Linked DNA regions of Mus musculus: all the other regions are linked to region 1. A link is a contact called in public Hi-C and HiChIP or PLAC-seq data. All regions are on one chromosome and are shown on one strand. Each heading gives the region's core, a stretch centred on a gene start, on an enhancer-like site or on the middle of the called end of the contact. The rest is flanking DNA. Distances are from core to core; before and after follow the strand shown.

Region 1 (2,756 bases), core at 242-2,741:
GTATGGGAGGACCTGACCAAATCTGTAAATAAATTACTAGCCGGGCTTGGACAACCTGCCTGGCTGGCTGAGGTCTTTGTCCGTTCTGCTTTGCTCCGGGTCCGCGCGCTCCCGCATCTGGCCGGCAGGTGGCGCGGTTGGTTCACGTAGATACTCTGCCCCTGCTGTTTGCAAAGTGCCTCCACTCAAACTCCACTCAGGCTGAGACCCAGACTTGGAGGAGGAAAATCTGGCCCGGGAGGGAGCCAAAGGAGGGGCAGCTTGAGGCGAGCACGGAAGGTGGATCTTTTGGAATCCCACCCCTTCAAACGCCTGGGGACCAGCCACCCAGTTTCAACTGGGGCGGGTCCCTTGGTAGCTAGCTGAGCTGCGGTTGGCGCTCAAATTGGCTTCCCCGGTGGCCTGAGCATCGGAGGACCGGATGGTGTCTGCGTCCCTGGGAAGTCGATGGTTGGCACCCAGAACAACGCGGGGTTGTGGGACAAGTTTCTGCGGGTAGAGCCTCTCATTTTGGTCCCCTGGGAGACTGTCCCCATCAGTACCGGGGAGACTTCGGAGTTCAGAGCCACAGTAGCTGCTCCAGGCAGCTTGCGACCCTCTGTCTGTCCCTTCTGTGCAGCAGGTGCTCGCATTCTTACAACCTTCCCCTTCTACACCTAAGTGTCCAGGAATGGCTAGAAGTGGTTCCAGGGACACTCCCTGGAAAGCACAGTGAGTTCCCGGTAGCTAGGGCTGTCGCGAGGTGATTTCTCCCTTCATAGTCCCGTAGTGGGCTCGGTCGATGTGAACACCCGGACCTGGCCAGGGATCACTTCCAAACGTTAGGAAGATTGGGGACAAGTGACCGCGCTCTGCTGCTGGGGAGATGACTGGGTCCCCCTGGCTAGGTAACTAAGAAGGAAAGGAATTATCAAGCTACGAAAGTCCCCCAGCCCAAAGCATTTCCCACGGAGGAACGCCATAAAGACACAAAACCTGGCAGTGAGGGTGGCTGCGTGCAGCAGAGAGCGCCCGACCTTAGCTGGGGTGGACAGTACAGAGACCCGACGACCTCGGCAAGGGGCAAGAGCCAAGGTGCAGGTCAACTTCAGACTTATTTCATCTCAACAGGAGTCTTTTCTCCCTCGCACACCTCCGGACTTGGGGCCGGGCGGGGAATGCCAACGTTTTCTGGCCTTCCCCACCGTCCTTTCGGAGTCTCTCGAAGTTCCCTCTGCCGTCCAAGGGATCGATCCCCAAGGATCGAGACAAGGTCTGGGGCCTCTCGTGGGGGCACAGACCCATCACTGCTGGGAAGCCAGCCTCGGGAGACCTTGAGCCCTGCGGAGGCTGGAGGGGGCGGGACCTCGGGGGTGGGCTCTGCACCGTGGGGGTGGGGACGTGGCGCTGGTTCTGCACTGCTATTGGTCACGAGCTCTGGACTGGCGGGTGTACGTCACGGGCCGGTCCCACCCTCTTGGCAATGTCTTCAGACTGCTGCACTCCTAACTTAAGCATTTATTCCACTGGGATAGAAGCGGCAGGAGCAGCGTTGGCACCGGCGAACCATGGCTGGGATTTTCTATTTCATCCTCTTTTCGTTTCTCTTTGGAATTTGCGACGCTGTCACCGGTTCTAGGGTATACCCCGCGAATGAAGGTAAGAGCCCGGCAGCCCTTATGCGGTCCGGGACCCGGAGGGGGTGATTCACTGATGAATGGTCTTCTGGAGCTCAGAACCAGTTAGGGTGGGGGGCGGGGGGTGGAGAGCGCGGCATGAGCCTCGCGTTCCCACTCCGGAGAAGAGTGCCGAACAGAGGGGATCCTCTTAAGTGGGGACTGAGGAGGATCAGGCTGTCTGAACTGAGAAGGGTGACCGATGCAAGCTGCCACTCTGCCCAAGTTTGTAGCGAAAGGCCAAAGTTTATCAGCATCCGCCTGCAGGGCCGGCTCAAGGCGCCCCGAGGGGATACACCGGGATTTGAAAACAAAACAAAAAAACGTGTGAGCAAAGTCCTCTACATCAGCAGCACAGGCGAGAAGGGAAACCCAAACGTAGAGCGCAGAGCGCCCGGCCTCTTGTCCAAGCCTTGCGAGCCCGGGTTTTTGCAAAGTTTTCCCAGCGCAGCGCTTCCCGGGACCCGGCTGCTTGGTCTCCGGAGCGCGCAGCGGTGGTGGCGCCGCTTGTCGGGCGCCGGTGACCTGATTTCTAGCACCGGGCCTCAGACACCTTTTTCTCCATCGGGCCGCGCACCCTGGAGGTTGCAATCTCAGGCCTACCTCTCCCCTACCCCAGATCCTTAGCTCATCCAGCAAAACTAGGGGACCAGTCAGCGAATTAAACATACCCCACTGTAAGCTTCTCTCTCCAGTATGGGGTACTGGACTAGTCTAGAAGGACAGGCATGACCGACGGGACCCATTCGTGTGCCGTTTTCTGTTTGTCTATTGCGACGTTCTGGAAGGATTGTTTGTCTGTTTTTCTGTCCGAGGTGAGGGGAGAGGTGGTGACCATTTAGTTTGTGATGGGCCTAGGGGGAAAGGAACACTCTCTGTGTCTATTTCTGTCCTTATGTGTCCCTGTCTCTCTATCTCTGTCTGTCTCTCTCCCCCTCCTCTCGTGTGTGTGTGTGTGTGTGTGTGTGTGTGTGTGTGTGTGTGTGTGTGTGTGTGTTTGAGGGCAAATGTGTGCCTGGCGCGGGTGTCTGCAGGAACCTGGACGTTTTGTGCCGGGTAAGCGAGTGCGCACAGTGTGTGAACGTGGGCTCCGGCCTGTGT
Region 2 (2,971 bases), core at 212-2,711, 270 kb after region 1:
TGACATGATATGAAACCACAGATGGACCACAGGAGACATTCTAGTGACTGGTTAGTATTTGTGGTGGTAAAGGAATGAGAGTGCGCTTGTCTGTCATCCCCGTAACAGCAATTACAGTGGTCAGTCACGCTCAGCTCCCCACAGGATAGCACTGGTTTTGAGAATAAAGGCAGACACATTCTTTCTTTCCCTTTGCAATATTTTTTTATTTTAGTTTGGCTTTGAACATGTTTAAACTAATTATTTAGGTACTTAACACAATTTAAACAAAATAAACGAAGCAGAAGAAATGCAATTTGCCTCTATTCGTCACACGTTACCCTCCCTGGCACCAGTCACTGTCTGAGTGGCCTGGGGCATGGGCCGATGTAAAATCTGATTTGCAAAGATTCCAAACTAGATGATTGTATATTTAAGCATATAGAAGGTTGATTATTGTATATCTTGGGCGAAACTAAAGATGTCTACCAGCCAGCATGGGCATATATTACTGGTTTCTATCTCTCGTGCCCTTGGACTCTGAGCTCTGTTGCTTGTTATGACATTTGCTTAACTCCATTTAGCAATCCTTTTACATCTTATTTGGCAATTAGAAAGAGAGAGACAGAGAGACAGAGAGACAGAGAAGGAGGAAAGGAAGGAGAAAGGGAGAGAAGAAGGGAGGGAGGGACAGACAGACAGAGACAGAGAGACAGAGATGCAGAGAGAGAATGAGAAAGCCATATGACCCAGTAAAATATGTGATTTGCTTTATTGAACAAAGTGGAGGGCTACAGTAATCTAAAGCAACATTTTTTTCAAAAGATGTAAAGTCACCATGCACATCAAAAATCCTCGTGTTCATCAGTCCAGAAGTTTTCCTAGCTTGATATATCTACCTCTCCTCTGGAAAGTAGTTACTATTCTGACTTTTATGGCCATCAGTTAATTTCAAGCTTAAAGTTCACTTTAACTGAAACCCATACATACTCTCACATATGTTCATCTAGACTCATACATGCAATTGTTAATATTTTAACCTCAGTCTAATTCTCATGAAGGAGAGGGGCAGGTGGGATATTTTCCTATGCTCAGTTGTTCAGAAATTCTAAACAAACCAAAGCAAGACTAGGAGAGGAAGACAGATGTTCTAAAAGCTCAAAAACGGGCGGCTTCTCCTGCTGACTTAAAGTCAAATTTGCCTAAAGTCAGACTAAGAGATAAGAAGGCTGCTAGGAACTGCGGCTCGTGAGCGGTTCAGTAGCTTTTACAGGAAAGATCCTGAGTACCGCAGATACAGCTGTGAAGGAGCAGGATCTGACTTGCCTAATTAAAATGGGAAAATTGGTGTTTGCTCTTAAGAAATGGTGTCTCCAGGAAGCCTTATCAGGAACTAGAGTGTTAGTTTTAGGTCTGTCAGCAGCCAAGGCTTGAATGACAAGTGACTTCTCTGGATCTCTCCTTTCTTATCTGTAAGATAAATCCCTGTGGGGCCAAGCAGGTGACCCTCACGTGTGACATGGTCTCTAAGTGACAGGGTAGAGGCAGTTACCACTGAACTGCAGCTGATCTCAGGTCTACAGAAGGAGAGTGTGCTCAAATGGCCAAATGCTGTTCAAATCCCCATTTCCCAAGGATCAAAAAATCTGAGATTTTTCCAAGTGAAATCTTCCATCTTAGTATTTTTTCCCTCCATAAAATGAATAAAAGCCAACTCAAGCAAAGATATACTTTCTACAGCTAATAAACCAAAAAGCAAAAATCTCAGATTAGTTACCTGAAGTTAATATTGTAGCCATTATCCACCTGTGGCCCTTGGCACGTGACTAATCCAAATTAAAATATGCTGTCAATGTAAACTAGTTATTGACTTTCAAACCTCAGCACAATAAGGAACTGATTTCCTGTTGATAATGATCATGTGTTTAAATAGTATTTTTGCTATATTGACTTTAACTATTTAGTATAATTATTTATTATTTAATATAATTCATCAACTTGAATATCATAATTAATAAAATCAATATTAATTATTTAATAAAATTGTTATTTTTATGTATGTTTTGTTACTTGAAAAATATACTTAATAATGATGCAACACAAGGTAAATTATCTTTCTGGGACACAGTTATGGCTGGATTTGTGTGCTTGTGTGTAAAGAATTATTATTTCCTTTTTAAATTAAAATAAAATTATAACAAACAACTAAAGGCTCCTTAAACTGGAGTTACAAGTAGTTGTGAGCGGCCAAGTGGGTACCAGGAACTGAACCCATGTCCTTTGGAAGTGCAGGAAGGATTTTTAACTCTTGAGCTATCTCTTCAGCCCCTGCTCTTATATTTCTAACAAGTATGACCCTCACTGTTTTCGAAGCACCTGCCCTTGTCATGAGCACATAAAGTGCTAACTTCATCCATAGTCCCCTGACTATAAAATACTATAATTGTCTCTCCTTTTCTCCTCTTCTGTAGGAAAATCAGAGCGAGTGGAAGAAAGGTGAAAGGTACTTTGATGAGCGATCTTTGAATACACTAAGCTAGACAAAAACAAGCCAGGTTTCATAAGCCAGTGCCCACAGAGGCTTTCCACCTTAAAGGACCTCAAACACTGTCTCTTCTAGACATTCTTCTTCCAGCGCTGTCTGCTTGCTCTGGGGAGATGATCACAGAATTATATTCTAAGGAAGCTCTAAATGGGTATCTTCAAACCTTATGATTCCATCAAATTATTTAACTAATCCATCACATGGATCATAACTACATAAAACCCAGGGCATTACTCCTTCATCATTCTTATTATCAAAATGTTCTCAAAAATAAAAGGTACAGGCCTAAAATAAAATACTCAAAGTGAAGAAAACAGAAATAAAAGTTAGACTATGCATTTACAGGCTCTAAACCTCAGACAAAGATAATTACATTTTTTACTTAATTTTCCTGTTGTTGTTAGTGTGTGTGTGTGTGTGTATGTGTGCGCGCGCGCTCGTGCGATG
Region 3 (3,031 bases), core at 396-2,895, 310 kb before region 1:
ATAATTATGACATCCATCACTGTTGTACCTGGCACTTCTCCCAGGTTGGTATTAGACAATATGACTTTTACTTTAGTAATGTTGTTACTAAAATAAAGCAAGCTTGCCCAGAACTTCCTTCCCACCATAGAGTTTGCATAAATGCCCTTTCTCAAACAAGAACTCAAAGTCTGTGTATTGAAGATGCCTCCTCATTTCTCCTTCCCCTTCTAACAAGAGACTCCATATTTCTCAATCCCTGAACTTCTTCCTTTTCAGTTTGCTTAAGGGGAGATAGGGTAAGATCTGGTGTATTTCCAGTTCATCATGGAGCTGTGTATTCAACTAGACTCAAACCCAGACCATCCATCAGTCATTACAGACAAACTTCTTGCTTACCCAAAGCTAATACTAGCTTATCTGGAACAGCCACTTTCTCTTCAATCAGTAGCTAATGTCACGTGACAGCTAGCCTGAGAAGGATTTGGAAGGTGATAAATTAAATGGAAAAAAATCAATGATAGAGAATAAGGAATCTATATAATCTGTACAGTTATGTAGGAATGCTAATGGGTCTTGTCAGAAGCTTTTAGACATGTACAGTAGAGCTATGGGTAAAACCCTGAATCATTAACACGGTCCTCTTTGGAGAAGTAAGGGGGAAGGCAAGGGGTGGTGAGGGCAAACACACCTGGTGGGGGGGCTATATAGTGCCCCTCCTATAGAGAGAAATAATTTCTGACATGTTTTTAAATATTTATAATAGGCACTGGGTTTATATTTTCATGGGCTGTCTTATTTAACATAGCAGGCAGCCTAATAAGCTAGTTGCTATGACCATTGGTTCCAGTTAATAGAGAAGTAACTCACTAGTAAGGGAAGATTGCGAACCCTGCTTTGTCTAGTTGAGGGACACACAGCCACTTTTTTTGTAGTATGACCCCTTTGTCTGTTTTTGTCCTTTAGAGCTCCTACATTTAGCTATCATCTCCTTATATGGGTTAATGGATTTTTTTTTAAAGCTTTGTGACTTTCTCAGGATCTAGCCTGGTCATCTTGATTACTTTATTACCCAGTGTTATCACCATCTGGATGTCAGCGTTATCACCACCGGATTGGGTATAACTGGGGGAGCAGAGTATAGCCTAGTCTGGTCTCTGCAATACTGTACTGTTCCTTATATTTCCATAGCTTAAAGTCATATTTGTTTCTGGCTTCAGCTACCAACCAGTCTGGCATTCCTCCTGCATCCCCTACCAGGTCACGCACCTCATCAGGAGACCCTCAGTCAATCTGTTCCTAACATCAACTCTCTCTGCCCCTTATGACTTCTTCCCACACCCGGCCCTGGGAGGGGCATAGCAAAGCAACCCAACTGCCCTTCTGAAGGGCTCGGTGGGTGGCAGGGGTAGCAAGGGGTGACTGTGGTGAATGGGCTAACTGTCAATCTTCCATCCATTCCTCTGGTTCCCATTTCCACATCTTTGCTGAAATGGAATTTGAATTTCAAAAGGTTTAAAGGACATTTCTCAAGCCCACAATTTCCCAGCAGCTTGAAAACCCTCTTAAAACATTACCTTCAATCTGCTGCTAGTGATGAGTGGATGCCGAGTACTTATGTGAATGGTGTCATGCTGGTGAGTTGGAGCTACCTCCCCCATGTCCCTGGCTCACCCACAAGGGAACATTCAAACCAATGAGGCTTCTGAGGCTTCCACTGCCTTCTGGGAAGAACAATCCTACCCTCAGAGAGCCGACACCTACTGTGTCTCTCCACTGAGGGGTAATTCTCTCAGTGTGTAAGTGAGGTTCACCTAAAGGAGAAAGAGGAGAGCTGGATAGCCCCAGGCTGGGATGAGGAGTGGATTTCTTCCTGAAACTGGGGGAGGGATCCTGGCTCACTGCTTCCAGCCCTGGGGTAGCTGCTGAGGCTCATATCTCAGCTGTGACCTATCTCTGGCAGCACCATCATTTTTATTTAGGGCGAGAGTGAGGCTGCGGAGAGGGCTTCAGTGGGGGTTCCATTGTCAGTTTCGAATTACAGGACCATTAAAATGGAGTGTTACTGTAAGAAGGCTGCCTGCTAGACAATTCTCAGAAGAGCCCTGTGCCTTTTCTGTGAGCCACTTGCTTTCCCTCTCCATATTCAATTCAGGAGTGGGGGTGGGGGGTGGGGAAGGGCCCCTAACGAACTGAGCCTTTTTAATTGATTATAAAAACAGAAGAGAACTCAGCAGTGGGAATTGTTGGCAAGGCTTTATAGCAAGTGGCGAATCACTGCATATTCAATGGTCTCTCATTGGCCAAGATGAATCCTCTTTTGGTATTAAAGCAAATGTGCTGCGAAGTTACAGTGGACAGGGCTTTAACAACTTTTCTTGGCTGACAGCCTGGTTCTTTTCTTCTTCTTTTAAAAATTGTTTTGAAAAATTAATGTGTGTGTGTGTGTGTGTGTGTGTGTGTGTGTGTGTGTGTGTGTGTGTGCTTAATGGCAGGCAGCAGGATCTGTGAAATCAGGAAGTGATGGAGGGGGTAGAGAGCTGAGTAGAGGGCAGCGACATGGAATTGTGTGCAGGCAGAAGCTGTGTGGTGCTGATGCAGGCACTGATGTAGCTGAAAGAATGGCGCTGTCAGTGTGGGTGGCAGATTGGAGAGTGGCAGTGCAATTGGGAAGCTACAGGAATCGCTTCTCTGCAGAGAGGCTCTGCCTCGGCATCTGTGGGGGATTGGCTCCACAATGCCCATGGATGCCCAGATCCACAGAGGCTCACATACAGAATAGCACTGTATTTGCTAATAACCTACACATATCATCTCCTCCTGCATATCTTGAACTATTGCTAGATCACTTGTAATCCCCAACACAATGTGTTTCTGCTGAGTTGCTTTTCATGGGATTTTGTTGTTGTTGCTGTTCTTTGGTTTGAGAGTTTTTGAAAATGATTTTTAATCCAGGCATGAGAATCTTGCATGTTCAGGGGTTAGCTGTGGCACTATAATTTTAGTAGTTCAGAAAATAGATTGAATAGAGTCCACTCATTTATAGAAAGTT
Region 4 (2,898 bases), core at 134-2,633, 450 kb after region 1:
TTCAGGGAATGACGAGGACAGACAAAAAGGGCATCCTCTGCCTAGGAAGCTGGAGGCTGGCCTGGAACTCTGGTTCAGACACTTTCCCAGCTGCCAAGATACTTAGCATGGAATGCAAAGCCTGTGTCAGATGCTTCACTTCTGTTGGCAGTTCACACCTCTTCCATTTTCTACACAAAACACCGCTGTTCAGTCTTAGCTAATTAACTTTCTCTAGCATATATTGTTTGTTTGTGTCTCCCTCTTTGTCCAAAATGCCTTTTGTCAGTGATAGGTTTTAATCAGGCTCTCAAAGAAACAACCATGCTCAGAGAAGCTAGGTCCACAGGTTGGGGCTAGCTTTTCCATGTTCCTCAAGACCTGAGTTAAGCTCCTGCCACGGGATTTATTGCATCCTTTAAATACATCTCATTTCTCTTCTAGTATCCCTTACCATAGGGTGGATCCTTTGAAGACAAGAACTAAATCTTCTTCACCCAGGTCCCACAATGCATTGCAACATCTGGCACACAATGTGCCCAATATTTGAGAAATGAATGACTATCTACAGAAGAGACCCAAGGAAAATAAACAAAATCAAACAAAAAGGGGAAAATCTACAAGAGATCTTTCATACATCTATTTTTCCTACAAATGATCCCAGAATCTAATAATCAGTGAACCAGAATGCACTGGCATGAGGGAATAAATTGTGCACATTATAGAAGACATATTAATTCTGTGAGGCTATTAAAAGCCATTTAGATTTTGGCTACACAATTCCAAAATTGCCTGATAACATTGTGAGCAAATCAGTTAAAGCCGGTAAAGTAAACCCTACCTTTGGAGAGAAGCCAGGTCTAAATTACTGATGTGTTAGGCTTTTTTTTTTTTCATTGCAGGTTTATAATTTTAAGATCAGTGAAATGCCAGGTCTGCCTTAATGAATAACTAACATTCAATATTTGTAATTATCCAAGTACATTTTTGATGTTTAAATGGTTACCCCAGGACTGCACTGAAGTCAGAAAGAAAGAAAAAAAGCAGCTTCTCTTTAAAAAGCAGAAGCATAGCAATCTTGTCTATAAAAGAGTCTCTCCATTCGACACTTCCCTTAAACAATTTTGCAACAATTCAAAGGTAAACTTTAGTTCAACCTGGGTTGAAACACCAATTTTCTTCATAGCAAGGGGTATGTTAATGAGGTCATATTTTACATGGTGGAACTCAGCTTTTTGTTTGTGTGCGTGTGTGTGTGTTCCTTTGCTTTGGACATGTTCTCGTCATACGAATCCTGCTGTAAACATTTCCTGATCCACATCCAGATCTTCAGTCGTGTACCCAAAGAGCAATTCTGACGTGTAGCGCATCTTCTCTAAATAGTTCAGCACCTCTCCATGGCTGTAAAAGAATCAAGCTTTGCAACTTGTTTCTGGCTTCAGCTTCTCTTCCAGTGCTGTCCCTTCCTATCTCTTCCCTGAATTCCTGGCAACCTCTGTCATTTCTCTCTTGGAACTCAGCAGCCACTTGCCTGTCTGGGTACCTGGCTGTTGACTATCACAGAGTCGATCCAAAGGCTATCATCGCCCAGTTCTTTGGCCTGGTGGTCTGCTTTTTCCTTTGCTTTCAGGGCTGAATGTGGTGACCAACATGTCCCCTCACAGAACTGCATCAAAAACAAGTTGCTCTTTTCACTGCAGCCTCTTCCACCAGGGTTTGCCATATTTGATGACAGAACTTTTATAGTGCTAACCTTTCTATTCCCAAGGTCCCCTTACTGTGACCAAATATAATAGGAAGCAAACACTCACTACGTGACCCCATAAATGGACTTTTGGGGATTTAAAAAGGACAATGTTGTCGACAAGTTGCTTTCTAGCTTTGGTGAAATCAGATCCTCTTTTGGTTAACATTTAAAGATTTTTTTAAAATTGAAAATAATATAAAATCATTACTGGTACTTTTTCTAGTGAGTACCAGTAGAAACTCACCAGGAGTGTGTTTCTAATGTTCTACTTTTTTTTCCATAAATTACAGGGGGGGGGGTTGAAGATTTGGATGACCTTTTTCCATTCTCCCCCAAAGGAAGAAGAAGTTTGAGTTCTTGCATGATAGTGATGCTGTTCAGATTGGATCTGAATCTTTCCAGTTACATGATCCATGCTCCATCTAAGAAGAATGAGGCCCACCATTAGTGTGCACTCGCTGATCCATCTTGGAGGGGGAAGACTGAGCTATGACTAAAGGATAGGGATGCCGTTCTGCCTGTCATGACTGGCTGGTTTACCTGGGCTAAGCCCTGCTCTGCTATGCTCTGAGCTTTACCATCAACACCTGTAGAGCAGGCATACCACATACCACATAGGAGATGAGCAATTAATAATGCCTGGCCACTCCCTGCTCATTCTCTGGCACCTCGATTCCCTCCTCAGAGAAGCTATCTCCATGCTTTGGTAACTCAGTAGCGATCCGAACTGAAGTGTATATTTTATTAGCACATAAAAATATTTTGTGAGCTCTTTCTCCCTGTCCTCTCTCCATCCTCTCTCCATCCTCTCTCTCTCTCTCTCTCTCTCTCTCTCTCTCTCTCTCTCTCTCTCTCTCTCTCTCTCTCTCTGTGTGTGTGTGTGTGTGTTCCCAGCCTCTTCTTTCTCTATCCCCTCGCTTTCTGTTCTTCTCTGTCCCCTTTCTTTCTTTGCCTCTAATCCCTTCCTATCTCCCAAATAAACATTTTATACTAATTTTTCTTTCTTTTCTTTCTTTCTTTCTTTCTTTCTTTCTTTTTTTTTTTTTTTGAAACTTGCTATTGTGGCACATGTCTATGTAGAAGGATGGTTGCTGAGTTTAAGGCAAAGGGGACTACAAGTCAGTGGGTGTTACACAAGAAGATCCTACCTCAAACCAAACTATCCGACTAAA
Region 5 (2,700 bases), core at 55-2,554, 290 kb after region 1:
TTAGAGGTGTAGTGATAAGGACAGACAATCTTTAGATCACTGGTTCTCAACCTGTGGGTCATGACCACTTTAAAAGTCGAAAACCTTTTCACAGAGGCTACTTGAGACCATCTACATATCAGATATAGACATTAAGATTCATACCAGTAGCCAAATTACAGATGTGAAGTAGCAGGGAGAATAATTTTATGGTTGGGGTCACCACAACAGGAGGAACTGTGTTAAAGGGTTGCAGCATTACGAAGGGTGGGAACCGCTGCTTTAGAGAGAGAAGCTTCTGCCCTGGGACAGCTCAGTTCTAATAAGGGGAGACTGAGGAACATTCCCAAAGGAGGGCTTCATTTACGTGGCTGCTCCATCCCTGGCTTACATCCTTTCCACAAAACACTCAAAAGAGACACTGGCTACAGTCACTCGGACATTTGACACCTGTCTAGGCCAAAGGGATCCAATGTACACTAATTAGAGGAAAACAACTTCCTACAGGGTTCTGGTACCCACAGCATCTCTTTAACCCTTTCTCTCAGCACAGAAGGGGTATATAACAATCTCATAATCGCTTCACTTCCTCTTTCAGCCGACTGTTTTTGTTCAAAGCTGTTTTCACTTTCTGCCTAAGTCTTCTTGCAGAGAGCCATGGCCGAATCTCCACACATCACAGGCGATGTGTTCTGACAGACATGAAGAATTAAAGTGAAATGCATGCACTGTTTAAAATAAAATCATCTATGTCATGAATAAGAAAAACAAAACAGATGGAATTACGTCTTTGGTCATGCCCCAGAACAGTTTCAAGCCCTTCTAAAAGACTTAATTTAATAAAGAAAGAAAAAAAAATCATCTGAAATTCTAAATGCAATAAAGCAAAAAGCCTAATTCTCAATCACATAGGAATTTGGTATCAATGGTTTCGGTGTAAGGAATTCACCGGCGAGAAGTATTGGGTTTATGGGTCATAGGTTGAGGGTAAATCACTGAAGCAGAATAACTATTGATTATAAAGTCAGGGACAAAGTAGCTTTGTCCCTTTTCCATGATAAAGAAGAATCTGTTGTGTAGAGCTGTGGTCAGAAAGGGGAAACCTCCTATCAAATGGGGCGCCGTGTGCCTGCAATCTCTTCAACACAACGCTAACTTCCTCCAGAGGCATTCAGAGCAAAAGGATCCTTCACAGACCATTTCTCTTTCCCAGCTTCAAAGGCAGGAGGCTGCGGTGTAATCCTTTGGTTAGTTCCAGAGTCACCGGGAAAGCCCACACTCCTCAGGCTGCCTGGCTGCTTTGTGGGTGGAATGCTTCAACTTGACGTGAACAGGAAGGTGCAATCAGTCTCAGACGGGGAATGTTGGAAATCTCTTTCTCAACTGCTCGGTGGGGAAAGACAGGAGAGAAGGGAAGGGTTTACTCAATACCAGAGTGCTTCGTAAACAAGTGCCCATGGTCGTTTCCTGCAGGGAAGTGGAAAGATTAGCCTGGTTTATATGGAGCTGAGGAGAGGGCTTAGCACACGTTGTGGCTGATTAAACAAGAGGGAGTCATTGCTCGGGCCCCATCTAGATAATCTCCAGCCATTATCTTTTATAATAACAGGGACTCTTGAGGGATCCATTTTTCTCTGACTGATGTCTGTGAAGGGGTAGAGGGCACTCTTCCCGTGCATGCCATATGTGGCCATTCGATTGCCACTTTCCCGCCAAAGTCACTTGACTTGTTCTTTACTTTTTAAGATCATACACAAGATACTATTACAGAGCCTAATTGTAAGCTTTTAAAACCGTGTGTTAGGAAGCTCAGGATCACTTTCAGGTTCTTAGAAGCAAAGTCTCTCTTGCCAAGTGTCCCTAGGGTTCTTTGTTACTAGCAGTGGGCACTTGGCCAGATGCTGCAGTGAAGCTTTATAAAAACAGACAAGATAAATGGACTTTTAGTGTAGTATTGTGCCAGACTTTTAATTTTCAGGAAATTATTTTTTTAACCTATCAGAGAGTCAAATCAATTTGTGACTCAGTTGAGAGGCTGGGGGTAGGGATGGGGTGGTGGCATGTGACATTTTAAAGTCAGAAAAGCCTGCCACACAGAACAGATTTCTCTTGGCCATCAAGATAACTTAAGAACCACAAACACATTGTCGGAGGGAAAAAAATTACATTTTGCTGCAACACAGATCTTGTACAGATGACTTATGCCTCTTTCAAGTTCAAGCACAAGAAGGCTGTTTTATATATATATATATATATATATATATATATATATATATATATCCACTTCTGACCCAGGCGAGCAGAACAACCACAGAGGCCTGAAGAGATGGTAAAGAGCTTGCAGCTATTCCTTTGATAAAGAAATGGCGTGACCGCATCTACAGCCCAAGCTGCTGAGAATCAGAACGAAGTCACTGCCATAGGTAACCAGTTGTGTTTGTTTGTGTCTTCTATACCCCTCACACAAAACCCAACATCATTACTGCCATTCTGTATATTTAATTTATTTTAGAAAGATTTTATTTATTTTTATTTTATGCATATGAGTGTTTTCCATACGTGTATGTATGTGTGTATGTATGTGTACCACATGGGTGTCTGGTGCCTCAGCGGCTGCAAGTAGGCCTGGGGTCCCCTGGAACTGGGATTACAGATGGCCGTGAGCCATTCTGTGGGTGCTGAGGAAAGAACCCAGGCCTCTGAAGAGCGACAAGTGCTGTT
Region 6 (2,700 bases), core at 50-2,549, 370 kb after region 1:
GATGATCAATGTCTTTTCTTTACATTGTTTTTGTCATAGAAGTTTAAGGACAAATGATTCTCACAGGTGCTACTTCAGTAGAAATTTAGAATTCACCGACTTCTTTCCAACACCACATGCATTCACATCCATAACACCAGTAAATCTGAGATGCTACGAGGTAAGACTGGCCAGGCTTGTTTGAGAGAGTATAGCATCCAGATGATACCAAAGGGCACCCGGTATTTATTCACATGGCCAGGAGTATAAGTACGGCTTGGTAATGCAATCTGTTATGGTGTCGAAAACCAGGAGCTAATACTGGTATTTTCAAGGCAAAATTTGTATTTTTATTGCCAGGTCAAATTTACCGTCCCTCTTAGTAGAAGGATGAAGTGGCATCCGAGCTGAAGTGGAGGATTTCTTAAATAGTTCCTTTATAACTTTTGCAAGCAGGCAGAACTAAACAAAAGTAGAACTTTTTCGATTAGCATTTAGCATAAACACATTGTTACAAGCTTTTAATGTCATTGGGGTTGGCCAGTGTGAGAAAGCCTCATTTTTGTGGATGTTGAACAATAGGGAGAATGTTATTATTTATCCCATATTAAAATCAACAGTGGAGGCAGAAATGGGGATGTAAGCTTCTAACACAGTCTAGAATTTACTCCTTGCATTGACTGTATAACTATAAACTTGTTTAGTTGTCTGCTTTGGTAGCAACGGGATGGCCGGTACTATTGAGGAAGGTTAGAGGAAGGGAGAAACCGTCTGGCTGAATCCACCATCCACTGCTCTCTGAAATAGGGTGCCGATTGCTTTTGAGCTGAAACTGCTTTTGAACCAAGTACTAGTGAGCTCTGAGCGGTGTGGGAAACTTAGAGTGGGCTCCCAATTAGGCCAGTGAAAAACGAGGCTCAATTTTTTTATTGAAAGCATAGAGATCATCTTCAATTTGAGTTTCAATATTGTAATACTGACATATAACTTACACCCATATGATTCCTGTTGGGGTGAAAGGTTAGCCAACTAACCCATTGCATCACCCATTTACCTATATGTGCCAGCTGTTTGGGAGAACTTGAAAAGAGGATGGAAAATTCTTAATATTCTTTGACAGTCCAATATTTGTACTTCGATTCTGGCTATTCCAGAATGACGCTTCCTGGTTAGAATGGCCAGTCAATCTCACTCCATGATGGAAAACAGATGGAAGATTAGGATGGAAAGTAGTTTTCCAGATCCTTGGTCCCAGCATGCTGCAGAGCAGAGCCCTAGAGTTAACCAGCCAAGTGCTGACACATGTCTTACAGCAAAATATCCCTCACAGCCACAGTTCAAAGGCCTCGCTACCCTCCAGGGCAATTAATACAGCATCGCGTTCAACAGTGCTTGAACCGAATCCACTGAATCCCCAGGAGAGAAATAATGAAGCAATCGCAGGACTCCGACCAGAGCAGTGTACAGGAGTGGCTAAAGTTTCAGTCCCCTAAAACCTAACTCTTTCTGAAAGCTTGGATAGGGTTGCAGGCTTCCTGGAAGGGAACTGGACTAATGGTATCCTCCTTCTTGGTCGTGTTTGCAAGGCAAGAGAGAAACAGAAGCTAAACAGTTTCTATATGCCCACATTGCCCTCCTGGAGACTCTCCTGTTTGCCCACTGGAGACAGAAACAAAAAAGCTACTTACCATGGCTTTGAGTTGTAAGGCAGTGCCAGCCTGTTCTCCCAGCAGACATGAGAAGAGTCCCTTTCAGAGACCTGAAGCGACTGGGGCTTTATTCCATCCCTGGCAGATGCTTTAAAGGGTAATGCTTTTTCAGGTGTCTCCAGCAGTCCTTTTGAAAGGCTCATTGGATGTAAATAGCACTGAGCAATCCACCTTGGTTAAACATGAAAGCAAAATAAAAGAGACAGGGTGGCAAGCACAGCTTTACAATGTCTTATGTATGTCAATTTTAAGCAATGAGATTTTACTTTCAATTAGAGTTGGAAACAAACTGTTAGGCTTGTAGCAGCCTAACAAGTAAACCCAAATCTGTTTATTCATAGACTAGATTCAGACTATTTATATCTCTATCTATCTATCTATCTATCTATCTATCTATCTATCTATCTATCTATCTATCTATATCTATCTATCTATCTTCTATAATATATTACATAGTATATATATGTAATATATTTATATAGCCTGTAAATATTACATATTATATATTTTTAATTAATCTTTTGAGAATCCCATAGAGGCATGGAATGTACTTTGATTGTATTTATTCCCCATCGCGTCCCTTCCTTCCTCCCATGTCTACCCACCCCTGCCCACTCTCAACTCATACCCTCTGTGTTTTTTTTTTTGTTTTGTTTTTATAAGCACCAAGTCCAATTTATGTTGCCTATATATTTATACTTGTGGAGCCATCCTCAGGAACCTGTTAGAGCTAACAGAAACCGATCCCTTATAGAAAACTACCGAGTCCCATACAGAATATATGTATGGGACATGTATTCGTTCAAACAGCTATGGGGACAAAAAAACCCACACAGCTGTGGTGGCACAATCCTCTAATTTCAGCATATGGGAGGCAGAGGCAGGTGGATCTCTGCGAGTTCAAGGCCAGCCTATTCTACAAAGGGAGTTCCAGGATGCTAGGACTATTGCACAGATAAACCCTGTTTGGAAAAAGGAGAGAGAGAGAGAGAGAGAAGGAGGAGGAGGAGGA

What was found. Hi-C and Micro-C count contacts between places; a contact is called where the count stands out from the background. HiChIP or PLAC-seq counts read pairs in DNA pulled down with a chosen protein or histone mark.
Region 2: a contact with region 1 is called in an H3K27ac HiChIP or PLAC-seq map of heart atrium, with 4 times the contacts expected there. The contact joins the enhancer-like site here to the promoter of Epha4 in region 1. A contact is called at or near these places in 4 of 39 promoter capture datasets (embryonic stem cells, stem cell-derived epiblast-like cells and trophoblast stem cells), 1 of 15 datasets of contacts at CTCF or cohesin (embryonic stem cells), 8 of 484 Hi-C or Micro-C datasets (embryonic fibroblasts, embryonic stem cells, epidermal suprabasal cells and 4 more), 24 of 115 datasets of contacts at active chromatin or transcription factors (astrocytes, craniofacial prominence, differentiating embryonic stem cells and 12 more) and 2 of 9 other capture datasets (embryonic stem cells and pancreatic islet).
Region 3: a Hi-C map of cerebral cortex shows a contact between it and region 1, with 2.0 times the contacts expected there. The contact joins the enhancer-like site here to the promoter of Epha4 in region 1. A contact is called at or near these places in 1 of 39 promoter capture datasets (hippocampal neurons), 1 of 484 Hi-C or Micro-C datasets (cerebral cortex) and 1 of 115 datasets of contacts at active chromatin or transcription factors (embryonic basal ganglia).
Region 4: a contact with region 1 is called in an H3K27ac HiChIP or PLAC-seq map of heart atrium, with 8 times the contacts expected there. The contact joins the enhancer-like site here to the promoter of Epha4 in region 1. A contact is called at or near these places in 1 of 39 promoter capture datasets (hippocampal neurons), 8 of 484 Hi-C or Micro-C datasets (cerebellar granule neurons, cortical glia, embryonic fibroblasts and 3 more), 19 of 115 datasets of contacts at active chromatin or transcription factors (craniofacial prominence, differentiating embryonic stem cells, embryonic basal ganglia and 11 more) and 3 of 9 other capture datasets (embryonic stem cells, embryonic trunk and liver).
Region 5: an H3K4me3 HiChIP or PLAC-seq map of craniofacial prominence shows a contact between it and region 1, with 5 times the contacts expected there. The contact joins the enhancer-like site here to the promoter of Epha4 in region 1. A contact is called at or near these places in 4 of 39 promoter capture datasets (cancer-associated fibroblasts, cranial neural crest, hippocampal neurons and 1 more), 9 of 484 Hi-C or Micro-C datasets (cranial neural crest, embryonic stem cells, forebrain and 4 more), 15 of 115 datasets of contacts at active chromatin or transcription factors (astrocytes, craniofacial prominence, embryonic forebrain and 9 more) and 3 of 9 other capture datasets (adipose tissue, embryonic stem cells and pancreatic islet).
Region 6: an H3K4me3 HiChIP or PLAC-seq map of embryonic limb bud shows a contact between it and region 1, with 4 times the contacts expected there. The contact joins the enhancer-like site here to the promoter of Epha4 in region 1. A contact is called at or near these places in 7 of 39 promoter capture datasets (the 3T3-L1 cell line, embryonic stem cells, hematopoietic stem and progenitor cells and 3 more), 3 of 484 Hi-C or Micro-C datasets (brain, embryonic stem cells and palatal mesenchyme), 17 of 115 datasets of contacts at active chromatin or transcription factors (astrocytes, bone marrow-derived macrophages, craniofacial prominence and 10 more) and 1 of 9 other capture datasets (embryonic stem cells).

Annotation. Positions count from the first base shown.
Region 1 is chr1:77,513,823-77,516,578 of GRCm38.p6, reverse strand. Epha4 (Eph receptor A4) reads left to right here and starts at 1,491. Exons shown (of 18, transcript NM_007936.3): 1 at 1,491-1,638. The coding sequence starts at 1,548.
Region 2 is chr1:77,243,336-77,246,306 of GRCm38.p6, reverse strand. No RefSeq gene overlaps it. Among named protein-coding and RNA genes, the nearest start is that of Mir6352, 250 kb to the left of the region's middle. Within about 2 kb of position 1,461, at least 8 of the 459 cell types and tissues checked have an H3K27ac peak or open chromatin away from gene starts, as enhancers often do. A contact at or near this core is called in heart atrium, where this site is marked.
Region 3 is chr1:77,823,520-77,826,550 of GRCm38.p6, reverse strand. The region is part of intron 2 of Gm33083 (a long non-coding RNA gene); the gene reads left to right. All of the region lies in intron 1 of Gm33030 (a long non-coding RNA gene), which reads right to left. Among named protein-coding and RNA genes, the nearest start is that of Gm33030, 11 kb to the right of the region's middle. Within about 2 kb of position 1,645, at least 31 of the 459 cell types and tissues checked have an H3K27ac peak or open chromatin away from gene starts, as enhancers often do. A contact at or near this core is called in cerebral cortex, embryonic basal ganglia and hippocampal neurons, where this site is marked.
Region 4 is chr1:77,059,821-77,062,718 of GRCm38.p6, reverse strand. No RefSeq gene overlaps it. Among named protein-coding and RNA genes, the nearest start is that of Mir6352, 440 kb to the left of the region's middle. Within about 2 kb of position 1,383, at least 4 of the 459 cell types and tissues checked have an H3K27ac peak or open chromatin away from gene starts, as enhancers often do. A contact at or near this core is called in heart atrium, where this site is marked.
Region 5 is chr1:77,225,890-77,228,589 of GRCm38.p6, reverse strand. No RefSeq gene overlaps it. Among named protein-coding and RNA genes, the nearest start is that of Mir6352, 270 kb to the left of the region's middle. Within about 2 kb of position 1,304, at least 28 of the 459 cell types and tissues checked have an H3K27ac peak or open chromatin away from gene starts, as enhancers often do. A contact at or near this core is called in craniofacial prominence and embryonic limb bud, where this site is marked.
Region 6 is chr1:77,139,725-77,142,424 of GRCm38.p6, reverse strand. No RefSeq gene overlaps it. Among named protein-coding and RNA genes, the nearest start is that of Mir6352, 360 kb to the left of the region's middle. Within about 2 kb of position 1,299, at least 16 of the 459 cell types and tissues checked have an H3K27ac peak or open chromatin away from gene starts, as enhancers often do. A contact at or near this core is called in craniofacial prominence, embryonic limb bud and fibro-adipogenic progenitors, where this site is marked.